2 separate regions of the Gossypium hirsutum genome follow, and region 2 is linked to region 1. Evidence: chromatin contacts called from public Hi-C data. All regions are on one chromosome and are shown on one strand. Each heading gives the region's core, a stretch centred on a gene start, on an enhancer-like site or on the middle of the called end of the contact. The rest is flanking DNA. Distances are from core to core; before and after follow the strand shown.

The links. Hi-C and Micro-C count contacts between places; a contact is called where the count stands out from the background.
Region 2: a contact with region 1 is called in a Hi-C map of leaf, with 1.8 times the contacts expected there. The contact joins the promoter of LOC107940031 here to the promoter of LOC107938262 in region 1. A contact is called at or near these places in 2 of 34 Hi-C or Micro-C datasets (both in leaf).

The regions. Positions count from the first base shown.
Region 1 is chrA07:17,253,687-17,259,428 of Gossypium_hirsutum_v2.1, reverse strand. It overlaps LOC107938262 (cyclin-dependent protein kinase inhibitor SMR3), which reads left to right and starts at 2,700. Exons shown (of 2, transcript XM_016871354.2): 1 at 2,700-2,963; 2 at 3,080-3,757. The coding sequence starts at 3,124. The coding sequence ends at 3,633. It overlaps LOC107938272, which reads left to right and starts at 5,487. Exons shown (of 3, transcript XM_016871368.2): 1 at 5,487-5,742.
Region 2 is chrA07:17,422,745-17,428,486 of Gossypium_hirsutum_v2.1, reverse strand. LOC107940031 (PGR5-like protein 1A, chloroplastic) reads right to left here and starts at 2,375. Exons shown (of 7, transcript XM_016873442.2): 1 at 1,813-2,375; 2 at 1,664-1,726; 3 at 1,474-1,560; 4 at 889-1,126; 5 at 737-810; 6 at 487-585; 7 at 1-241. The coding sequence starts at 2,034. The coding sequence ends at 155. It also overlaps the pseudogene LOC107940038.

The DNA.
Region 1 (5,742 bases), core at 1,451-3,950:
AGAGTCCTAGATAGGGATTTTAATTATTATATTATACTATGAAAGTTATATTAATTGTAAATTATTCGTAAGTTGTCTGATATGTCCGGTAATGCCTCATAACCTCATTCCGGCGACGGTTTGGGGTTAGGGGGTGTTACACTTTCCTCTCATAACCAGACGCTGTTCATTGCTTAGGCTCTCCTTGACTGTGCTTGCAAAGATAAATCCATCCTATCTCAGCAGGTTCTAACCCTAACATCATCTTAGCTTCACAAAAGGAATCATTATGACCTAATCGGCCACAAAAGAAGCCAAATAGAGATAGTCTTTCATACTTAAATCTGACATAATAGCATTTGCCACAGAACATAATTTGCTTCTTCCTCTTAAGAGGGCGTCGAATATCAATTTGGACCCGTATTCTCATAAAATTTCTATGTTCTTGCCCCAAACTTGAGCCATCATATTCCATAAAATTTCCCAATTTCATAGCCAGATTTTCAAAATAATATCCTATGGAAACATCGTGAACTTGTTCCCAGAAATGAGTTAAGATTAAAGGAACTTTTAAAAGATCCCCTCCCCATTGTAACTTATATAAAATCAATGGATGATTGTTGAACATCCAAGGTGATCCCTTTAAAACTCTTTCCATATCCATAATATGAAAAAATTGAAATAAATCCCTTTTTCCCCCCAAATCTCTAATTTGAATACCCCTAACTGGATGCCATAAATTAGCCATAGTGCTTTTCATTGCTGGAAAGTGAATAATGCTGGATGTTAGAAAACACCCCACCAATCTGAGAGCTCATTCTTCCCTTTCTATATTTGGATCCACTTGTACTTGCAAAACTGTTTCTTCTTCATAGAGAGTTAACCCTGCAAAATATGTTTCCATGGTTGCAAGAGTATAGCCAATAGTGTGGGAAGACAATTACTAAAGCTATTAAGAATATTGAAAATATGACTGCCGTCAACAGAGAAGACACAAAAAAACCTAAAGACTCGCCAAAGAGGTCAGACAGTAACGTGCTAGGGTAGCAGACTAATTGTCAATATGGAGGATTTTTTTTGTTTCCTTACATCAATTTACGTTTTAAATGTATTATGCATACTTTGTTATCTGTTGGGTCCCAACCCCTATTTTAACAAATCAATAAGTATTAATATAAGGATAGCCTTGTCTTTTTATATAAAATCTAGAAAAAATTCATGCTTATGATAGGATTTAAACCCAAAACATTTGACATATAATCTCCTAATTTGACCATTTCAACTAAAGTAATATTTGGTTTTTACATCAATTCTTAATAAATATAGTATATAATGATTTTTACTCACATTGTGGCTATGCCATAATCTTATTAATAATGTCATTGATTAATTTAGCATCATAACCTAACTCGATACCAATTCAAGAAAAATAACAATGCCATGATAAACAATTGAAATGCATTTACCTATTTAAATTTATTTACTTACTATTTAATCTATATTTTTATTTTAATTTCAAAATATTGCATTTGTATTATTATTAATTTTAAAATTTACATTTGTTTATTAATGTATAAATGCGTGGTTATAGAATTCTAGTATACATTAGTTAAAAAATCAAAATATAAATCAAATCTCAGTGTGTAGCATATCCAGTTTCCAGTGCAGGAATCCTAAGCCTAAAATCAAAAGCATTCCTTCCAATGTATTGCAATGGGACCCATGTGAAAACATGCACTGCAGCTTTCTGTTCTATTGGAAAATATGTGGGGGAAACAAAAAAGGCCTTGAATTTATTAAATACAATACCTGGATCTCAGTCTCTATGCTTTTGGAGAATCATTTCACATTCTTGAATATTGTTTCACTTCTCTACCATATTTTACCATATCTAGTCCTCTTTGGAGAGGCGATGCTAAAACTCTGGTTTGTATGTGACCTTAACTCATATCCTCATAATATCCCATATATATGTGTGCGTGTTTGACTTTGGGTTTCTCCATTTGTATCTCTGATCTATATATAATTTTGTGAAACAGATTTATGTTGTAATTGGGATCTCCTACATATATACATAGTATCATGCTCTTGCTGCATCTTAAAATTATGAGCTTCAATAGTTCAATTATGAATCGTGATTAGTATATGAGGCCAGGCCATTAAGAAAGCAAAGTAAAAAAGAAAAAAATAATGAATGGCAATGATATTGCTCGAGAAATATATATATTTTTTGCAGGTTTGCTTTGACAATCATTTAGAACCCCCATTGATCCCTGGCAACCCTTCTTGTAAGAGATCCAAAAAACCAGCAGCCAATGTCCAAGGAGTGGATCACAACATGGGGTACATGGCTTAAAACCAGACACCCCAACAATGTCTTCTTTCGGACATGAAAAATTATTATTATAACATTTTCTTTTACTTACAAAACAAACAACAACGAAAATTCATGGAAATATAATAATAAAAACACATTTGAATACTGATATCAAATGGCATATCTCTCCTTTGAGTCCATGTAGTAAACCACGTGGTTTGATGCATCAAAGAGGAAAAAAGCGATCGAGTAAACGCGATTTGTTTTGTATATAGTTAGTTAATGGGTGACGCTAGCTTTTAGTAAGAGTAAAAGTGACTTCACCCTCTCAAGAAAAATAAATAATAATAATAATAACAGGTAAGCTAGAAAGAGACTTTTTATTTATTATATATAGAGATATAGAGATAGGATGTGAAAGAGAAAGATTTGTGTGGGTGTGATTATATATGGTGCTGCATTGGATCCTTCGCCAAAGGGTGTTTTCAAAGCCTATATCTGTTTTGCTTTCTTCATCACAAACATCTTGAGAGAGAGAGAGAGAGAGAGAGAGAGAGCTAAATTCCAAAGAAACAATCAAGAAAGATGGTGATGTGATGAAGTAGCGCCCCTTCCCATCTTTTGTTCCTTCCTTCTCTTCCAGGCTTTTCATGCGTTGGGTTTTAGGGTAACTACCTTGTACTTGTTGTCTTTTTCAATGCATATGATCATCTATCTTTCTGATCTCGATCCTAGAGCTCATTTTTCTTGATTGGACTTTACGATTTTTTTTGGGGGGACCAGGGGGGGGGCGGGGCTTGGTTTCTTCATGTACGGGAGCTAAATTCATGGGTGTGTCGAATTCAGAGATGTTTCTCACTGAGAAAGATCTAACCAGTAGCATGGAAATCAGTTTCTTGGTTAGACGACGCCCTCCTTTAGTGTTACAACAAGGAGATGAATGTCAAATTACGACTTTCCAAGACGATTATGATGAGCCTCAGCAGCAAAAAGAAGAAAGACTAGGACAAGATCAACAAGAAGACAAATGCAAGACGTTGAAGATGGCTCCTTTGGAGTTAAAATTGCCATGTCCAAAGGTTGATGATGAGGAGGATAGAAACAACGATGGGTTCAAGACTCCAACTTCTTCGGACCATAAAATTCCTGTCATCCTCAAGTGCCCACCTGCACCAAGAAAACCGAAATCTCTCCCCATTTCACCCAAACGAAAAGCCTTTGGCCGTCGAATCCTGCTTGATTTCACTAAAGAGATGGAGTCTTTATTTCCTCCGGCTCTTCTTGCAGATCTAGGGAACAAGATTAAGAAAGTCAGACAAGGAAGTGACTTCAACTGATGTTATAATATATAGATAGATATCATGTATTTCTGTGAAGAATTTAGAATCATTTTTCTTTTTCTCTCTTCATCAATGCTATTTTCAGCTTCAATATTTCAACGCATTAGCTTCTGTTAATTTATGTTCCTTTTTTTTCCCCATGTTTTTGGGTGTTTTTAACAGAACCCAGTCTAAAAAACATAAAGATTCATCAAGTTGAAGTAGAAAATCATCATGGGTTTCAGCTTTGGATTCTTGGGGGTTCCTTTTTTGTCTGCTTTCCCCATAGACTTTGGGTTCTCTATGTCAAAGCTTTTGAATGGAGTGAAAATGGAGTCTTCTTTTGTGATAGAATGTGGCATTGACTTTATTTTGAGTTGAGAAAATGGGGTTGCCATTGACTTTCCCAAGAGAAGCAAACATACTCTTGTTTTTACCAGTTGGGTGAGCAAACTCAAGTGGGATATTCTCTCTGATCACAAATTATCCTGGCAGTAAATAATAGATGCTTTCGCTAAATTCAAGGTAGTTTTTTTCCCTTCTAAGTATAAAAATAAATAAAACACAGTATACATTGTGATCCAAAGAATAATATAAATATATTTAAATAATAAAGAAAATATTAAAATTGATATAAATATATGTTCGCTCTTAGTTAATAAAGAACTGAAAATGATAGTTCATGTTTTGCTTTATGACAATACATGATCATCATCTCGTTTTCAACAATAAAAAGGTACATTCCCGAAAGGAAGTAATTTCTTGGAATTGCAACGTATCTACTTTCATGTTAATATTTATTGAGCTTAATCATTCATGCTATATTATTACTATATATTTGACATTTTGGACTTCATATATACATGTTGGCATTCGATACACATAAGAATTTATAAAATGGGGCATTTGGGTTTTCTTTAGTTTTTCAAAATGTATCAGTATTTCTACATTCTTCAGAAAAAAAAAAAGAAAAGATGAAGAGGGTACCGTTCTGTGAAACTTGGTACAAGCAAAGCCTGCAAGCTAAGGTGTTGTTAATACAGTAACATTCTTACAGGACATACGAAGCTATGTATATTCCCCCACTAGAGTATTAGAAAAATGAATACAAAGTAAAAAATAGCCAGCCATGCTCATCATCTTCCTGGAAACAACCTGATAATAATGATTTAAAGGGATAGTAAATTACTGCGTGCTACTGCTAGCTTTTTTGTCGTAGGGTTTTTTAATAACATGTGCAGCATGCAATTCCTGACAGGTAATCTGTCAGAAATTGTGTTCCCTGCAAACTATAAATGAATGGACCTTGGAATATTGTCTAATTAGCCCAATACTTAGCCCAAAACAGAAGGACATTTGCTAACCAAAGCTAGATCATCAGCTAAATACTTCATGGCTAGCCCATGTAACCCATCCCTAGTTGATTCTCACAATGGTTAGCCAACTTGTGGGTTTGCCCCAATGATAAAAGCCGACATTGAGTTTGGGACCCTTGCATATTAATGATATGGTCTGATGACATTGCAGATAATGAAAACAGCACTTAATTGGGTTCCTTGAGACCCATATCTTGTGGGGTCTTAAAACTTGAAAACTTGGGCTGAGACTACTGTTTTTGTAGACCAAGGGGAAAAAGGTACATACTTGATTGAGATTTGGACAATCAAAGACTTCTAGTATGTGCTTTGTTATTGCCATCCACCAAGGCAAAAGTTGACTACTTGGCCCCTTACCCTTCCACTTTCTTGGATTCTCCTTTGTATGAATTCCTTGTATGACCAAATTACTCAATATTTTTGCACCCAGTTGACAAATAAAACTTATATGAACTCGTGGTTTTAACGTATACCGATAAAATTTGCTCTGTTTGCTGGTCACAAAGTTTCAAGTTTACAACATTTATAATCAATGGCAAGCATCTTACAGTGATGAAGAACATAGTTAAATGCAAGTTGGGTATATTAAGTAAAATTTCAAGGACAAACATCTGAACTGCCCGTGGAGCCTTTATCTTCTGATTACAATTTTTATTTAATTCAAAGTATATAATGATTTTGTTTTTGTTTTCTTTTGCAAAGCAAAGTGAAAGAATGCTTCCAAATGACAAGACTCTTTTACTCATTTTAT
Region 2 (5,742 bases), core at 1,126-3,625, 170 kb before region 1:
ATTAAGTACGATTAATTTTAAGAGTCTCGACAATTCGTTCTAAAGTATAAGAAGTCTGGTAGTCGATTTAGTTTCTTCAAAAATAAGTGAAAAATCAAAGAGAAAAGAATCGTGCTTCTATTAACAGTTACGTTGTGTACGCATTGCAGAAGGCTCACATCCACCTCCGACTTCTACCTTTTCGTGAGACGAGATATATACGACCATATACCCACTTTCTCCCAAGTCTAGATACAGATTGCTGTAAAAACGTAAAAAACAACTGTGTCAACAACAAAAAATCCTATGAATATGTCCTGCAATCCCCATTTCCTATTCAGAACAATTTATGATATGTAAATCATACAAAATATTATGAAAACAAAGACGAACGTGTGATCTAAACACTGAAAAGAGGAAACATTGAAGTGAATCCTGTGAAACTAAAAAGTTAACAAGTTCTATAAAGGCCTTGTATCTATATCAAATGTAAGCAAGCTACATTACCTCAGTCTTGGCACGAAACTCTAGAGTGCAATCACAGACATGACAATCTGCTCTCTGGGGGGAACCATTGAATTTTTCTGATTTCACAAATGCAAATACCTATAGCAAAATAATAAATCAGTTAAGATTGATAGTGGTTAGGTTTGTAGGAGAAGATCTAATGTCTAGGTCGAAAAAAGAAGGATATGGTGGTGCTTTTAGATTTCAGAGACATAAAATAAGTGCAAGAAAAAAATTTGTATAGATTCACCTCCTCCCCACAATTAGGGCATGCACCCTTTAGAGCTACCAAGTCATTTCTCCACAGTCTTAGAAGCACCCGAACTGGAGAAAGTATGAATTAGTATAATTCTGAGGCATCAGTCAAAAGCAAGATAAATATCACATTGTTAGAAGTCTTACCAGCAGCTGATGCAAGTGGATAGCCAGTCACTGATCCAATGCCCATAAAGAGAATGCCATTAACCGTGGCAAGAAACTCCAAGTTGGCCGCTTGGCTGTCGTATGACGCACCAGAACTGAATGGATCTTGATACGCTAGACTAATGGTGTAAATGATAGGCACAAGACACAACGTACAGCCAAATGCAAAAATAAGGATCCATATGCTTGCTAACGCCAAACCTTGAGACAAATCTTCCTGCCCTACATCCAAGAACAGCTCAATATTCAACCAGAACACATACAAATAACAAAGAGAACATATCACTGATCCTACCCACCATTTCCCAAACAACATAACAACACAATGGATCAAAACTCAATCTTTTGCGACGCATTTAACATATAGAAAAAGTACCATACGAGACCTTTACCACATCAGCTATAAGCATATGCTGAACAATTCAGGGTGTAACATAACATAAACGGGTTTTCTTTTTTACTACATTAACAGTTGATTTGGGACAAAGATAAAGCATTGAACAGAACATAAAAACCAGGAAAAAAACGAGATATAAACAAATAGATGATTCTAAAGAGAATTACCTCTGCATCTGCATAAGTAGAATGTCTTCTTATACTGCAACGAGGGTACTTAACAACGGATTTCGAACCATACCAACGTAGTTTTAACTGCATATAAAAAGCAATTACATTTACCATATATCAATTAATATTAAATTAAAGAAAAACTTTCACTGATAAAAAGATTAAATGTTTAAACAAAGTTAGTTACCTCTACTCTATCAAACATGTCATCAACTATCAAAGGCTCCCCACTGTAATAAGCATCCCGAGCCTGATCATTTGATTCCAAGAACAATTTTTAATTAATTCAGTTAAAAAACAGCTTAGGTGTTGAAATTAGTGAATAAAATCTCTTACTTGGCGATAGAGAGCTTCTAAGGTTTCTTGACTGGCAGTCTCGATAGGGCCAACGAATATGCAAGAAGGCCCTTCCTCCTTGGCGGAGGTGGTGAAGCCCTGGCTATTGCTGGCGGAGAAACCCGAGACTCGAACCGAGAAGGGTGGTGGTTTGGTCCGGGATAAGGGTGGCTTAACGACGGCGGAACCTCCGACGACGTGAGGTCTAACGGAGTGGGACATGGCGGGTATATTAAATGTGACGGAGGGAAGGGAACATTAGGCGTGTGGAAACTGGAATCTGGAAATGGTTTTGCGACCACGAAAAATGATTGGGGGATTTGGAGGGTAGGGAGTTAGGGTTTATAAATGGTGATGGGGATGGGATTTTGAGGAGAATTTGTGAATGGTGATCGTGTTTGGGCGCGTAAATATCTGCTTGCTTGGTTGGCTGATCCTCTTTGGTGATTGGTTCTGGATTTAATTTCCGTCTCTGTCCATCCCAATTACAAATATGTGCTTCACACTCCAAACCCGGCTTTCATATAACTCCATTCTATCTCAATTCACCAGTTTCATTTTTTAACTTACCTTAAATAACCCTTCCCAATTATTTATTCTCTTAAGTCTTTTGTCGAGGTCAACTTAATATATACAATGGTATTTTAACACAATCAGGTACTTAATAAATAGCTTAGATAATAGACATTTAATCCTTTCGTATTTAGATGGGTAACTTTTTTTGTTTACACTTTTTGGAATGTGATTGGGTTTATATGTAAATAGTCTCTGGGTTAATTGAGAGTGAGTTGCAAGAACATGAGGGCATTGGTAAAAATGAATCCTTGCCTTCAGTCTTTTTGCTACGTGAGATACTTTTTTTCCCAGATTGCGGTTTTCTAAGAGAAAGATTGGCACTAGTATTTACAATAAGCAAAACAAAAGATTCATGGTTGTTCCTCCTCCTAGTTTCTTATGCTAATACATCTCCCCCCACTTCAACATTTTTCATTGAAAGGAAAAGCTGGATCACATCCATGGGAACGCACGCTCTTCGAGTTTCACCAAATGCTTTCGACATTCATGTGCCCCGTTTCCCAAGTTTGCTTGAGAAGAAAGGATCCCATTCGTAGCCTCCAAGTTTCCCAAATGTGAAATACTTCCATGACTCTTGCTCAGGAAATTCGGAATTCACTTCTTTCCCATCTTTCATTTGGTTCCTCATTGTTTCAACTCTGTCAAGAACTCCTTTAACTGTCAGATTGAACGCATCTTCGATGGTTTGCAATCTCGAAGCAGGATCTGCATAGATCACATTTGGAATCAGCTTTATGACCTCATCTCTCTTTGCTGCTCTTTTATCTCTTGGGATTCTTTGCAACAGTTGTTCAATGTTGACCTCGCGCACTGGCCGGTATCAGCGCAGAATATTTGGTGTAATCCTTGGGGAAATGCCATAAATATTGAACATATGCAGAACCTGGATGGAAGAAAACTGGAACGCAGCCTGCCAATATTGAATCAAATATTGACCTCCTAGTGTAGGAATCCCCAGGAGGTTGTAGGCAAAAGATGGAGCTTTGTAACAACTTCATCAAACTTTCTGGCTTGTAGCAACTCTGGGTTTGATCACATTCTAGGAACCTGCATCTCTTCCTTGACACTAGTCACTGGTCGATAATTTCATTGCGTATACACTCGTCCCAACTAGGCCTTCATGCACCTGCAAAAGAGAACAAGAAACGTCTCTTCAGTTCTCTCATTCTGTTCTGCCATTGGAACACATCATCATCTCTTGAAGGGTGGAAATAAGTGGGATACGGAATCGTGAAGTCGTTGTTGTTCCAAGGACTCGACTCGATTATCAGCATTGTCATGTTCTTTGATTCGGGGTAACTCAAAAGCCCATTGCCCCAATCAGACACATTCTTGAGGTCCCTCCTGAAATCCCAATTGATTCTTCCAGCAACCAAGAAATGGTCTCGACCCCACATTTTTTTCCATTCAGGTCTACCCGCAAGCCACTTGACAAGCTCCATTGCATCATGGTCTCTCCTATAACCAATAGGATCCCAAAGGTAACGACCAACATCAAGGCCTGCATAATATGGAACATAGATTGCTGAAGCCACCATTGGATCATTAGTTAAACACTGGTACTGCTTCATCCTGTTGTGGAAAATGACTTCTAATAAGAACTGGTTCGTCGAAAACCAGCCAGTTTTTGAATAAAGCTTTTCATTGCTCGGAAGAGTGGGGCCTAGGCCAAGGTTTAATGCAGACTCACACATATCCGTCCATGAACTGAGCGACTGGCAGTTGTCCAGCAAGTCTTGGTTAAATTTCCTAGGGATATCATGAACAAAAATGTACCGACCCAAACAAGGCGATGGATAGGGTTCCGGTTTTACGATATTTTGTGGTTTTGGTTCTTGGGGTTTTACCACATTTTGTGTTCTTGGTTGTGGAACAACTTGCTCTATTTTTTTGGGTATGGTAGTGGCTGCAGCAACAGCCTCAACAGGTTTAATCCTGCCTCGTCTCTTGCTACTCTTGGCTTTCCCTTCTGCCCCTGATAATGGGGCGTTCATCCCTCACATTTCTGAACTCTTCTTCCAGTATTTTACCGGATATTGTCTCGAAAGTTTCGGTTTCATTATCATCAGCCATCAACGAAGCGATCAACCAATCGATATCCCTGTCGATGTAAAACTTAATAGGCTTCCTATCGTTTTCCGTTTCATAAATGGCCTTTCCCACATTATCTTCAATCTTAACATCATTAACATAAGAAGCATTCCCTGTTTCATCTTTAACAACATCATGTATAGAAGACTCGGACGAACCCACAAAACCGGTTCGATTGTTGCCTAAGAAACTATCCCCCATCTTTCCAAATGTCATAGATGAAGAATACAAGTAAAACAGTGAGAACCATATAAGAAAAGAGATCAAAACAATGTACCAGGATTGGGTTCGGCAGGGACATTTGCCATTCAATGGTTTCTCCATTAACGCTTCACGGTTCATTCAGTTTCATGTATGTACAATTCATGCAGACAAAGAAACTGGAAAATCATGCAAAAGAAAGCAATGCTGGAATTTCTGCTGGGGAAAATGACAAACTGTTTGAATCATTCAACATCTTTGGTGCACTGAGGAAAATTTCTATATATCTGATGCGTTGAACCACATGGAAACAAATATGAGGGCTGATTTTCAGTGATTTTGCCTACACTTAGATCAAATGATTACCGATTGATCATACTGGTCAATCACTCTTTAATCTGTAGCCATTGGTTGAGGAGAATGATGAAATGGTAATCACCTTAGTATTTCAAAATAAGTTTTCCTATCATTCAAAATTTTCCCGATATTCTTGCTAGGAATGATAGTTGCTGATATAAGATTTTGTAACATCACCATAAAACTCATGTTAACCAATCTCTTCCTTGTAATAATAATGTGAACTTACTGAAAAGTGGTAGCAGGCCTTGGAAAAATATCCAATCTAAAAAGTAGTATAATCATAAATTTTCAAGTGCCTACCTGTATTGGCTCATTTGCAGCCTACAAATGCACGCTAGAAAGAGTGTGCAAGGCTAAATGACTCACTGCAATTGTTGATAAAGGTTACATATGTTTGGGCCTGGAGTTAGTGGTTAGCTCTATGTTTCAGATGGGTTTCAACATTGGTGTGCTTAGAAAAGGGGTGGTGATAGCGGTTAGCGCTGCTTAATAATCACACTAGCACAAAATGATATAAATTTAACGGATAGGTGGTTTAATCCATCATGTCATTCATTTGGTGTATTCGACTTGATTGGTTTGATTAAATAAATTATTAAAAATTTATAAAAATAAAAAATAAAAAATTGATCAACAATCTAATTTTACCGATTTGTACCAATTCCTGAGTCAACCGATTCAATATCCTTTTTTGGACCAGAA